2 separate regions of the Zea mays genome follow, and region 2 is linked to region 1. Evidence: chromatin contacts called from public Hi-C data. All regions are on one chromosome and are shown on one strand. The core of a region is the stretch at or near the end of the contact, and the rest is flanking DNA. Distances in the headings are between cores, read along the strand shown. Region 1 holds the start of LOC100281800 (triacylglycerol lipase). Region 2 has its middle 14 kb from the start of LOC100216893.

What was found. Hi-C and Micro-C count contacts between places; a contact is called where the count stands out from the background.
Region 2: a contact with region 1 is called in a Hi-C map of tassel, with 2.6 times the contacts expected there. The contact joins the enhancer-like site here to the promoter of LOC100281800 in region 1. A contact is called at or near these places in 3 of 25 Hi-C or Micro-C datasets (ear, leaf and tassel).

Annotation. Positions count from the first base shown.
Region 1 is chr8:128,949,070-128,954,056 of Zm-B73-REFERENCE-NAM-5.0, reverse strand. LOC100281800 (triacylglycerol lipase) reads left to right here and starts at 2,197. Exons shown (of 5, transcript NM_001154720.3): 1 at 2,197-2,919; 2 at 3,624-4,163; 3 at 4,296-4,355; 4 at 4,650-4,987. The coding sequence starts at 2,344.
Region 2 is chr8:129,087,209-129,092,195 of Zm-B73-REFERENCE-NAM-5.0, reverse strand. No RefSeq gene overlaps it. Among protein-coding and RNA genes, the nearest start is that of LOC100216893, 14 kb to the left of the region's middle. Within about 2 kb of position 2,640, at least 9 of the 20 cell types and tissues checked have an H3K27ac peak or open chromatin away from gene starts, as enhancers often do. A contact at or near this core is called in ear and tassel, where this site is marked.

The DNA of each region.
Region 1 (4,987 bases), core at 948-3,447:
CAACAGTTCGAAGATCCATGCTTCCATCTGCGCCTGAATTTTATCAAACAACTTGTGCATTACAGAATGACCAAATTGCGCGTTGGATCGAGCTCACTGAAAATACCCATTTTTTACAATCTCTCGCTGGTCGAACACGTTGTAGCCGTACCAGAGATGCGCTAACATTTGCTAAAAGAACGCAGCTTTACTGCTACAGAGTTACGAGAGCAGTGAAGTAGGTTGTGCTGCAATCATGTCGCGATGTGATGAACGTAGTAGCGTGAAAGTTTAATACTCTCTCGATTTCAAATATATACCACTTTATAACAGCACCAGTTTAAACTTGTAAAACACATCCAACTAATTCACCAGTTTAAATAGGCTGAATAGATACAAAACGAGGAGCACAGCCAGCCAGGCTCCCAGCATACGCAGCAGATGGGCATCTCCACGCAAGCCGGCGCTGCCCATGCAACTACATGTATTTGCACGCAAAACGAGAAAGTTTTTAAGGTTGTTTTTTATTATATTTTCTAATTAAAACATTTAATCATCAAATCAATTTTATATTCATGTTTCTCAAAATTTACGAACAAAACTAGACTATACGTGTTGTATAATATTTGAAAAATTATTTATGCACTCTTCTTTTATACATGTTCTGATGCAGATTACCAAACATGAGATGTATTTATCTTGAATGTACTAATACAAACAATAAAACAAAAGACTATGTATGGATAGAGCCTGTGCTCAAGATGTCTGGCTCCTCACGTACAGGGCATGCTATCACCGTTCAGCAACCAAACAGACGGTAAACAAATTGCTCTCATATTTAACATATCATCAAAACAAACGGTTCAGATCGCTGAATAACCTCCTCCCTTAGTCACTAAGATTTAATGTATTATATTATTTAGATCATCCTTCATCTCTCTCCCCTTTGACTCTGCCGCCCCCACCCCCCCTCCCTTCGCGTCCCGCCGCCCCTTCTCCTCCCTCGCGTCGCCGCTGTCGCTGTCAACCACTACCCTCGCATCGCCACCGTCAATCCCTTTCCTTGCCTCTCTGAGATCGGAGCGTTAGGGCATGTGCAGCCTCACATAAATGCCCTGTATCATAAGGGATATCAAGCAATGTTTTAAGTCATTGAGTTGCTTTGAGTCGCCAGAGTACCAATAAGTCGACTCAGTCGACTTATCGAACGACTAATCAATGGTAAATCATCCGTCTAAGTCGTCTAGACCCCAATAAAACGATACATGACGACTCACCTTGTTTTTTTATGTAAAAATATATTGTTTGCCAAAAAACTTGCTTATAATGAAAGAAAGTGATTTGCTTATCAAGTACAGTTTAAAACACATAAGAAAGTGACTTACTTAAAATGATGCTCATAAGCCCTTCGCCCCCCATGTTATGGTTTCCACATGACTTACTTGTCTAATAGATGAGTTGAAATTATGAAAAACAAGTCTTTTATTTAAGTCGTCCACGACTCAAAACTACGATTAATCGTCTAATCGTCTGACTCGATATTAAGTCGTCCAAGTCGTGTCAGGCTACATATCGTGCCAAAAAAATCGATACGACTGACTAATCGTAATTAGTCGGACGACTTAAAATCACTGATATCAAGGAGGCAAGTACAAAAAACACAAGAAATGGTATCTTGGTGAAGGAACTTTTCTAACACGGTTATCTAAATTTAGATACGGTTCTACCCATATAACCTATATAAATGAGAGGTTTTAATGAATAAAATATATATTACGTTATATGAATGTTTTTTAGGTGTATCTAGTGCTTGAAGAACCGAAACCTACCACACCCGTAGCATGTGTTATATGCTAATCATTAATATTTATGCACAACTAACGGAACTAAAAAAAAGACCTACCTATAACCTATGCATGCCGTGCCGGTAGAATTCAATAGCCATAGCACACCCGTAAATACCGGTCGGATACAGTACGCGACCCATAGTTGTCGTCCTTAGCCTTTGACTTTTCAGAAAGAGAGAAACAACACGAAAATTCTCGTTAGAAGGGCCACGTAACCACCAGTGACCACACGCAATCACTATGAGTAATCCACGTGCGCAGTCAATCCTATTCCATATAGACTCATAGTACTCCCCGTAAATTCGCACCCCCTCCGCGCCACGTTTCCTATATTTCTCTCCTTCCCTTCAACTCGGATCCTTTGCGCCACCGAGACGAGACGAGAGGAGACTCGCAAATTCCATCCCTTTCTTTTACCTCCCTGGCTCCCTCCCTCCCTCCCATTTCCCTTCCCGTTTGGTTTTGATCTCACCGCCCAAATAATACGGACGGTGGGACGCGGACGCCACCCAGACCCATGGACGTCCTGAGATTCGTGCCCGGAGTCAGGCCGCCGCTGCCAACCTTCGCCACGCCGGTATCCCCCGCGACTGCTCCCTCGCCGCACGCCGCCGCCGCCGCCGCCGCCCCAGGCCCCGGGTTCCACTCCGGGATGCTGGGCCTGTGGCCGCGCCGCGCGGGAGAGAATGCCCTGGGAGCCGCGGCTGAGGCGGCGGGCGTCGAGGAGGCGAGGGAACGCCGTCGCAGGCGGGCGGTGGAGGCGGAGGACGGCAGGGGAGGCAACTGGGTGCTGCAGATACTGCGCGTGCAGTCATCGCCGCCGCCGTCGCCGTCGCGCGACGATGGCCGCTGCGGCGTCGACGACGGCGGCTCGGTGCCTGGTTCCGGCGAGGGAGACGGGAGTAGCCAGCGGTGCGTGGAGAGGGGCGGCGTCGGACCGGACAGCGAGGAAGGCTGCTCGGTGGCTGACGGTGAGGAGCTCGATCGGGCCGCCTTCTCGAGGTTGCTGCGGAAGGTGTCGCTCGCGGAGGCCAAGTTGTTCTCCGAGATGTCCGGCCTCTGCAACCTCGCCTACATGGTTCCCCGGATCAAGGTAACCACAACTCGATAAGGACCTTTCCTTCCGTTCGATTGCGTAGTCATTTCTGTTAATCATGATCATGCGGGGAGAAGTCTCCTTCTGATTCATATATAAAATAATGACTTCGTAGTTGATTTCTCTAAAATGGGGTTGATTGTTTTGATCCTTTTTCATCAAATATTTACTAAAGTTGCATTTCTGCCATCTAGATTAAGGCTTAATGACAAATCGTGAAAATTTTAAATCTTTTGACATCTCATCTGACTTTTGTTTAGCATTATATTGTCCTTTAATAGAAGAAATAAATAAATCAGGTTCAGCTTTCTTGTTCCGCCTGAAATACAAAAATATGAAGATCATTGATGTCTTGTTTAACGGAATGTTGAGCATCTCTGTTGATTCTTACATTCTGCGCTCAGCTAAAGCACGTGCCTGCGGCTTGTGAAAATGCTAGTTATTTTGACTTCTCTACGATTCCCTTTGATCGGCAAAGTTCGGGCCTCTGTTTTCTGCTATTGTCAGCTAATCTCCTGTTTGCGGTCACAATTCGAAGCTATTTCTTCTAATATCAATTTGAAATTTGGACTTCATTTTAATATATACTCGTACTCAGGACATGTTTAATTTGTTACTAGTTGTCTAGTTTGCATCATATAGATAGATATCCCCGTGTCCTGGTTCTCATTTGTTTATTTGTTACTTCTTCAACGTCTCAGCCAAGGTATCTCCACAAGTACAACATGACGTTTGTGACATCATCAGTTGAAGAGAGGGCCAAACTTCCAAACCCTTGTAACCAGGAGGACCAAAATCTCAATGGCAGGAAGAATGCAAACATAAGCACGTCATCCAGACATTCTGATGAACAAGAGTCAACATATGGCGCTACCTCTGAACATGAGAGAATGCAGGAGAACCAAAGTGGCCAAGGGATAAATCCATTGGCAGCTTATCGAATTGCTGCATCTGCTGCTTCCTACATGCAATCTCGAGCCATGGAAGTTCTTCCCTTTGGTTCTCAGAATGAGGCTAGGCGAGATCGAACTATCCAGGCCATTGTAAATGCACAAACTGAAGGTCTGACTATGGACGAGGCTTCGTTTGTGGCCACAACGAATTCAATGACCTCAATGGTTGCTGCAAAGGAGGAAACAAAGCAGGCAGTTGCAGATGACCTGAACTCTTCAAGATCTTGCCCTTGTGAATGGTTCATTTGTGATGGAAATCGGAACAGCACAAGATATTTTGTGATTCAGGTAGGGAAATTAATGGCCAGTGTTAAGCTCAGAGAAAACAGTTTAGTCATTCTTCCTTTTTTCAGGTAAAGCTAGTACCTGCCATTAGCTGTATAGCCTGATTGGTCATTTTTCTTTTATTTAAATTTGTAGGGCTCAGAGACAATTGCTTCATGGCAGGCAAACCTTCTATTTGAACCAATTAAATTTGAGGTACTTTGTAAGAGATCTCAAGTCTTTGCATTTGCTGGTTAAATCTATTTACAATTTTCATGTGTTCCACATTTTACAAGTCATCTCAGGTATATGATGGAGCCTAGTAAATATTTATCAAAATAATAGTTCTTGCGTCCTGTTCTGCCCAACTGTCCAATAATGATGATGAATATTAAATGAAGACTTTTATAAATTCAGTCTTTATCTTCAGGCAGTGATTTCTCATGACATATGTGCTACCAGAAGCAACCCTTGCCTTATGTAATTCCATATGTTTCGTTTTTTAAACAGGGTCTTGACGTGCTCGTTCACAGGGGAATATATGAGGCTGCCAAAGGAATATACCAGCAAATGTTGCCATATGTCAAATCTCACTTCATAGTTCATGGCGAATCTGCAAGATTACGATTCACTGGGCATTCTCTTGGCGGAAGCCTGGCTTTGCTTGTGAACCTGATGTTCCTAATAAGAGGAGTAGCTCCCGCTGCTTCTCTGTTACCTGTCATAACATTTGGTTCACCATCTGTCATGTGTGGTGGTGATTACTTGCTTCAAAAGCTTGGTTTGCCAAAAAGTCACGTGCAGTCTGTGACCTTGCACCGGGACATTGTTCCTCGAGCGTTTTCTTG
Region 2 (4,987 bases), core at 1,391-3,890, 140 kb before region 1:
TCTGCTGTCATGCCGAAGCTTTTCCGCGCATAGCTTCGTGATCATCTTGTCCTTCGTCATAATCACTTTTCGTCCCACTCAAGCTTCGTCCTGACCATACTCTTGTATACCCACAACCCGTTTCCGAAGATACCTGTTCACATATTTCACTTGGAAACCATTGTCAAATCATGTTTTTGAGGACCTTCGGAAGCCGAAGGCCCCCAACACCTTCGATGTGGTCGAATACTTCACAAAATGGATCGAGGCAAGGTAGTCTCCATCATCACCTCTAGAACAGCGTAGAAATTCTTTTAGCAAAACATTGTCTGCTGGTTCAGAGTGCCCTCCGAAGTCCCGGTTGACAACGGGAAGCATTTTGACAACCAATGTTTTTGAGATTTTTGCTCTTCTATTGAGAACAAAATCAACATCACCTCTATATATATCGTCCCCAATCAAATGGAGCAGTAGAGAGAGCCAACTGCAAATTCTTCATGTCTGCCAAAGAAACGACTACTCAAAGACAAAAAAAGGAAAATGGGCAGAGCAACTGCCAGAAGTCCTATGCTCACTAAACACGACAGAGACCAGGCCAACAGGATTTGCTCCGTTCAAACTAATGTTTGGGCCGAAGCCATGACCCTGCAAGAACTCAAATTCAGTTTCCCTTGAAAAGAGAGCAACTCCATCCTGAAGGTTGATGAATCAATAACAAAATACCTACTCAAACAATGTAGGGTTGAAGCCCTCAGCACCATCAATAAGTAACAAGAGCAAACGAAGGCATGGCGAGACAAACTAGTCAAGACCAAGAAGTTCGATGTAGGCGACCTAGTCCTCATTCACACCCCACGAACCTAGTAAAAAGGCAAGCTTGAGCCAAAGTGGGAAGGCCCCTACATTATCTCCAAGAAGACCTCTCCAAACTTCTACAAATTAGCCAACCAGTCAGGGATAGATTTGGAACATAGCTAGAATGTAGACAACCTACACAAGTTCTACATATGAGACTCACTTCCAGAGGGGCTACAGAAAAATGCCCTAGTAATTTTACTTTTTCCATTTAAGAGCATGTGAACCTAGGCCCGTAATCTTTTCCTCACAAAGGGGCTAAGATTTTTGATGAAGCAGAGCCTTGTAATAAAAGGATAGATTCACCCTGTGAACTCTCACCTATCGAAAAGACTCGTACTCGAGTCCTAACATTCAACAACCGCAAGTCACCATGACAGTATACAAAAAGCCTAACTATCATGTGCGACAACCATAAATCTACGCAAAAGTCATCTAAGGGTACAACCGGATTAGCACTAAATAAGTGTGAAGTCACCTAAGGGCGCGAAGTTGTCTAAGGACAGAACCGGATTTAGATAAAATTCTGCCAAAGTTATCCAAGGATGCGAAGTAATCGAAGGATGCGGCCGGATTCAGATAACATCTTAGCGAAGTCACCTAAGGGTGTGAAGTCATCGATGGTCACACGCAGATTCAAACAAAATTCTATCAAAGTCACCTAAGGGTGCGAAGTCGTCTAAAAACGCGCAAGAATATGTGGCAAGAAGTGATAGAAAGGCACAACCAATTGTGCGAAGATGGGTGCAGCCTAGCCGACTCTAAATCAGCGCAAAAGACAGTTAAAAGGGTATAAAAAGTAACCCAAAAATGCAACATGCACAAAAAAATCTAACAACGCCAAAGGCCAAACGCGCCCTCACATCGGCCCCTAATCGGCAAGGGGGGCAAAGGCAGGGGAACAAGACCCAGCTACCTGTAATCAAAAAGCAGCAGCTCAAGCTCTTCACCCCTAAATAAACACCTAGTTTCATCCTAGCGAAGACAAGAACCACCGACAAAAAACCACCAAGTTTTTGCATACTTCGAAGTCCCGGCTTCTGTCATGGCTGACGAAGTCAGCGCGATGATATTCCCTGAAGCTGGGCGAAGGCACTTGCCCTTCAATATTTTCTCCCAAAGCGGGCACCCCGCTACCGAAGTCGGAACGATTAGCCAGCAAGGGCTCCCCTTTTTCTATTGCAAGAGGAGCCGATGACACTTCATCAAGAAGCGCAAAACACACTAATTTGTCCTTGATATTTAAGGACTCCTCTAACCCAAACAACATATAAATTTCAATAGATTCCACTGATGGACTACGACGGTTCGGAGAAACAAAAATTGCATCAACTTCTGTCTCCATCGTACCATCAATAACCAGCAAAATGTGCTGCATAGGCCCTAGCAACAGAACCTGCACAAACACCAATCATTGCATTGGTCAAGAAAAAATGCTTTGTTTTTACACAAGTCGTCACACTAAAAACATAAACAACCTGACTACTTTCAATGTTAGTAGCCTTCGTCGCGTTAGCTCCACTACTCTGATCTCCGCGAGTAACATCTGTGTCGGACAAAAATAAGGAAAGTACGAAAGCAGGGGAAAAATAGCAGCAATCACCTTCTCCACATCCTGGCTCGCGCGTTCACGTACAATTCCAATGCCATGCGGCTCCCACATCATGTCAAACAGCACGCCAGCAGGCCTTTGCATATCAACATCTTCGACCTTGTACATTTCAAAGCCGGGAACCCGAAATGATTGAAATGATGGCAGGCCTTGCGCGCAAAAGCATTGGTGGTCCGTTCGTGTGTCACTTGGGCTGAGTACGACATGAGGCCTTCAACAACGAGGCTAAGATTTTCGATTTCATCCTACAGGCTACAGCCGATGGAAGAATCGAGCCCTCGCTCGGGTTCTCACCAACATCGTAAAATAAATGTAAATACCTAAGCCCCAAACTTACGATGTGTGTCATGCAGCTGAATGTGCACCGCCCGCACACTGCTGTGAAGGGAGGCCTCCGCCTCATCATATTCCCTTCGCAGCTCTTTCAACTCTGTGTTAGCGAGACACATTCGTTCGGAGCAAAGGCAATGTGTAGCTTTCATAGTGGATGCAACCACCACAACTGGGGAAGATGTCTTTGCCAATGTTGCAATAGGCATGGAAGGAGTGCCCCCTACCGCGAGGGCCAAAACCATGCTAGCTAAAGTGACTAGGTGCACTTCATGGGGGCTATCAAAGACCCTAGCTTGGCATGTCATTCCTTCTAAGGTTCAACCAGGCGCACATGTTCCCTCTTCTTTGACCCCTTCAAGGCGCTCTCCATTTTAGCTGATACAATAGTATCAATGTTATGCCCATAAGGAAACACTTTCAAGGACTGCACTAGCCTAGACATAATAAAGTCCTCGCTAGAGGCCCGAGGAATAGGTACGGTACACCTCTAGGCAACTTACCCCGGGTAACTTTCAGCATTCGCGTCGATTCCTACTTCAAGGTCGACGCAGCCATGACTTCCCCCGGCTTCGAGAACGTTGCAGCCAAGTCTTCGCAGAAACCAGCTGTTGCTATTGTTGCACCGAACCCTTTGTCCCTCACGACCCCATCGGGTTAGCAAAAGTTGTTCAAGTTTTCTTATTTTTATTCGACCTCGGAGACACCCCTTCCTTTCGAGGTCCCCTTGTCCGCCAGCACACCCTTCACACGACGCCTTTTCTTGCTCGCCACCTCCTCAATGTCTTTGGAGACTTCCTCCAGATACAGCCCACACTATCGGAATCCGACTCTTTGTCGAGTGCATGCGTATTTGCCGAGTGTTTTTTGTTGGGCACTCGACAAAGTAATCTTTGCCGAGTATCGCAGGTATAGACAGACTCTCGGCAAAGACCTCTTCGCCGAGTGTCAAACTCTCGGTGAACGCCGGCGCTCGGCAAAGGGCCGTCAGCAGTGGTCTATAGCTGACGGCTGTTAACTTTGCCGAGCGCCATCCTTAGACACTCGGCAAAGAAACTACTTTGTCGAGTGTCCCAAGACCGACACTCGACAAACTATTCTTTGCCGAGTGCCAACTTTGGACACTCGGCAAAGTATATTTTAATTTTTTTCTTTTACTAACCAAACTTTTTGTGGTTTGTTCCTACACTATGTAAAATTAAATGTTCCATTTTGGCACAATTATAAAAGTGTTTGCTATAACTATTGGATTTTATTCGTTTAATTGAATTTCCTCGAATAATTCAGATTTGAACTGCAAGTGACTCGAAACATGGAAAACTGTGAATGTAAAAATGATATCCATGTTATTTAGCATAAGTTACACACTACATAACCCTGAACTTGCCATCCAGTTGTTTAAAGATTATATAAAATATAAAGTCAGAAAATCTTGAAACTTGTCCACATGTCATGATATCATATGTAGAGGCTATGATAAAAAGTTGAAACTGTTTCGTGAAAGTTATCATGCAGTGTGTGGAGAAACCTAGCCGGTCTACATTGAAGTTCTATAATTTCATATGTAGGACACTTAGGTTTCCACACATAGTGTGTGATAACTTTCACTAAACATTTTTAATTTTTTATCACAACCTCTACATATGATATCATGACATGTGGACAAGTTTCATGATTTTCAGACTTTGTTTGTGTTTTATACAATTTTTAAACAACTGGATGGCAAGTTCATGGTCATGTTTCGTGAGCATTGTTGGGGGCCTTCGCCTTTTGAAGGTCCTCAAAAACATGTTTAACCATTGGTTACCAAGTATTGCATGAGCTTCGGTACCAGAACACGTTCGATATAGGACATTGGAGGGGCGACGAAGCTAACTTCGTCATAGCGACACAGGGAGACGAAGCAAGGAGGAGTCATCCTGAATGCTGAAAGCAAAGGACAATGTTGCCCTTGTATTATTTGTAAATCCTGTGTGTAATCCTTGTGGGTGTAAATGTAATTTTGAACGAAGCTATACGATTCCATATAAATAGATGAATAGTGCCCTGCATAAAGTACCTTTTGAAGGGCCAAATAATTGTTGTGTGTAATCTTTTCTCTAAAGCACCTTCGCTCTAATTCATTCTCTAGAGCCGAAGGTACGATTGTAAATTCATTATACGAAAGAGGAAATATGATATTGATACATTGAGTCGAGTCTTTATGTTAAA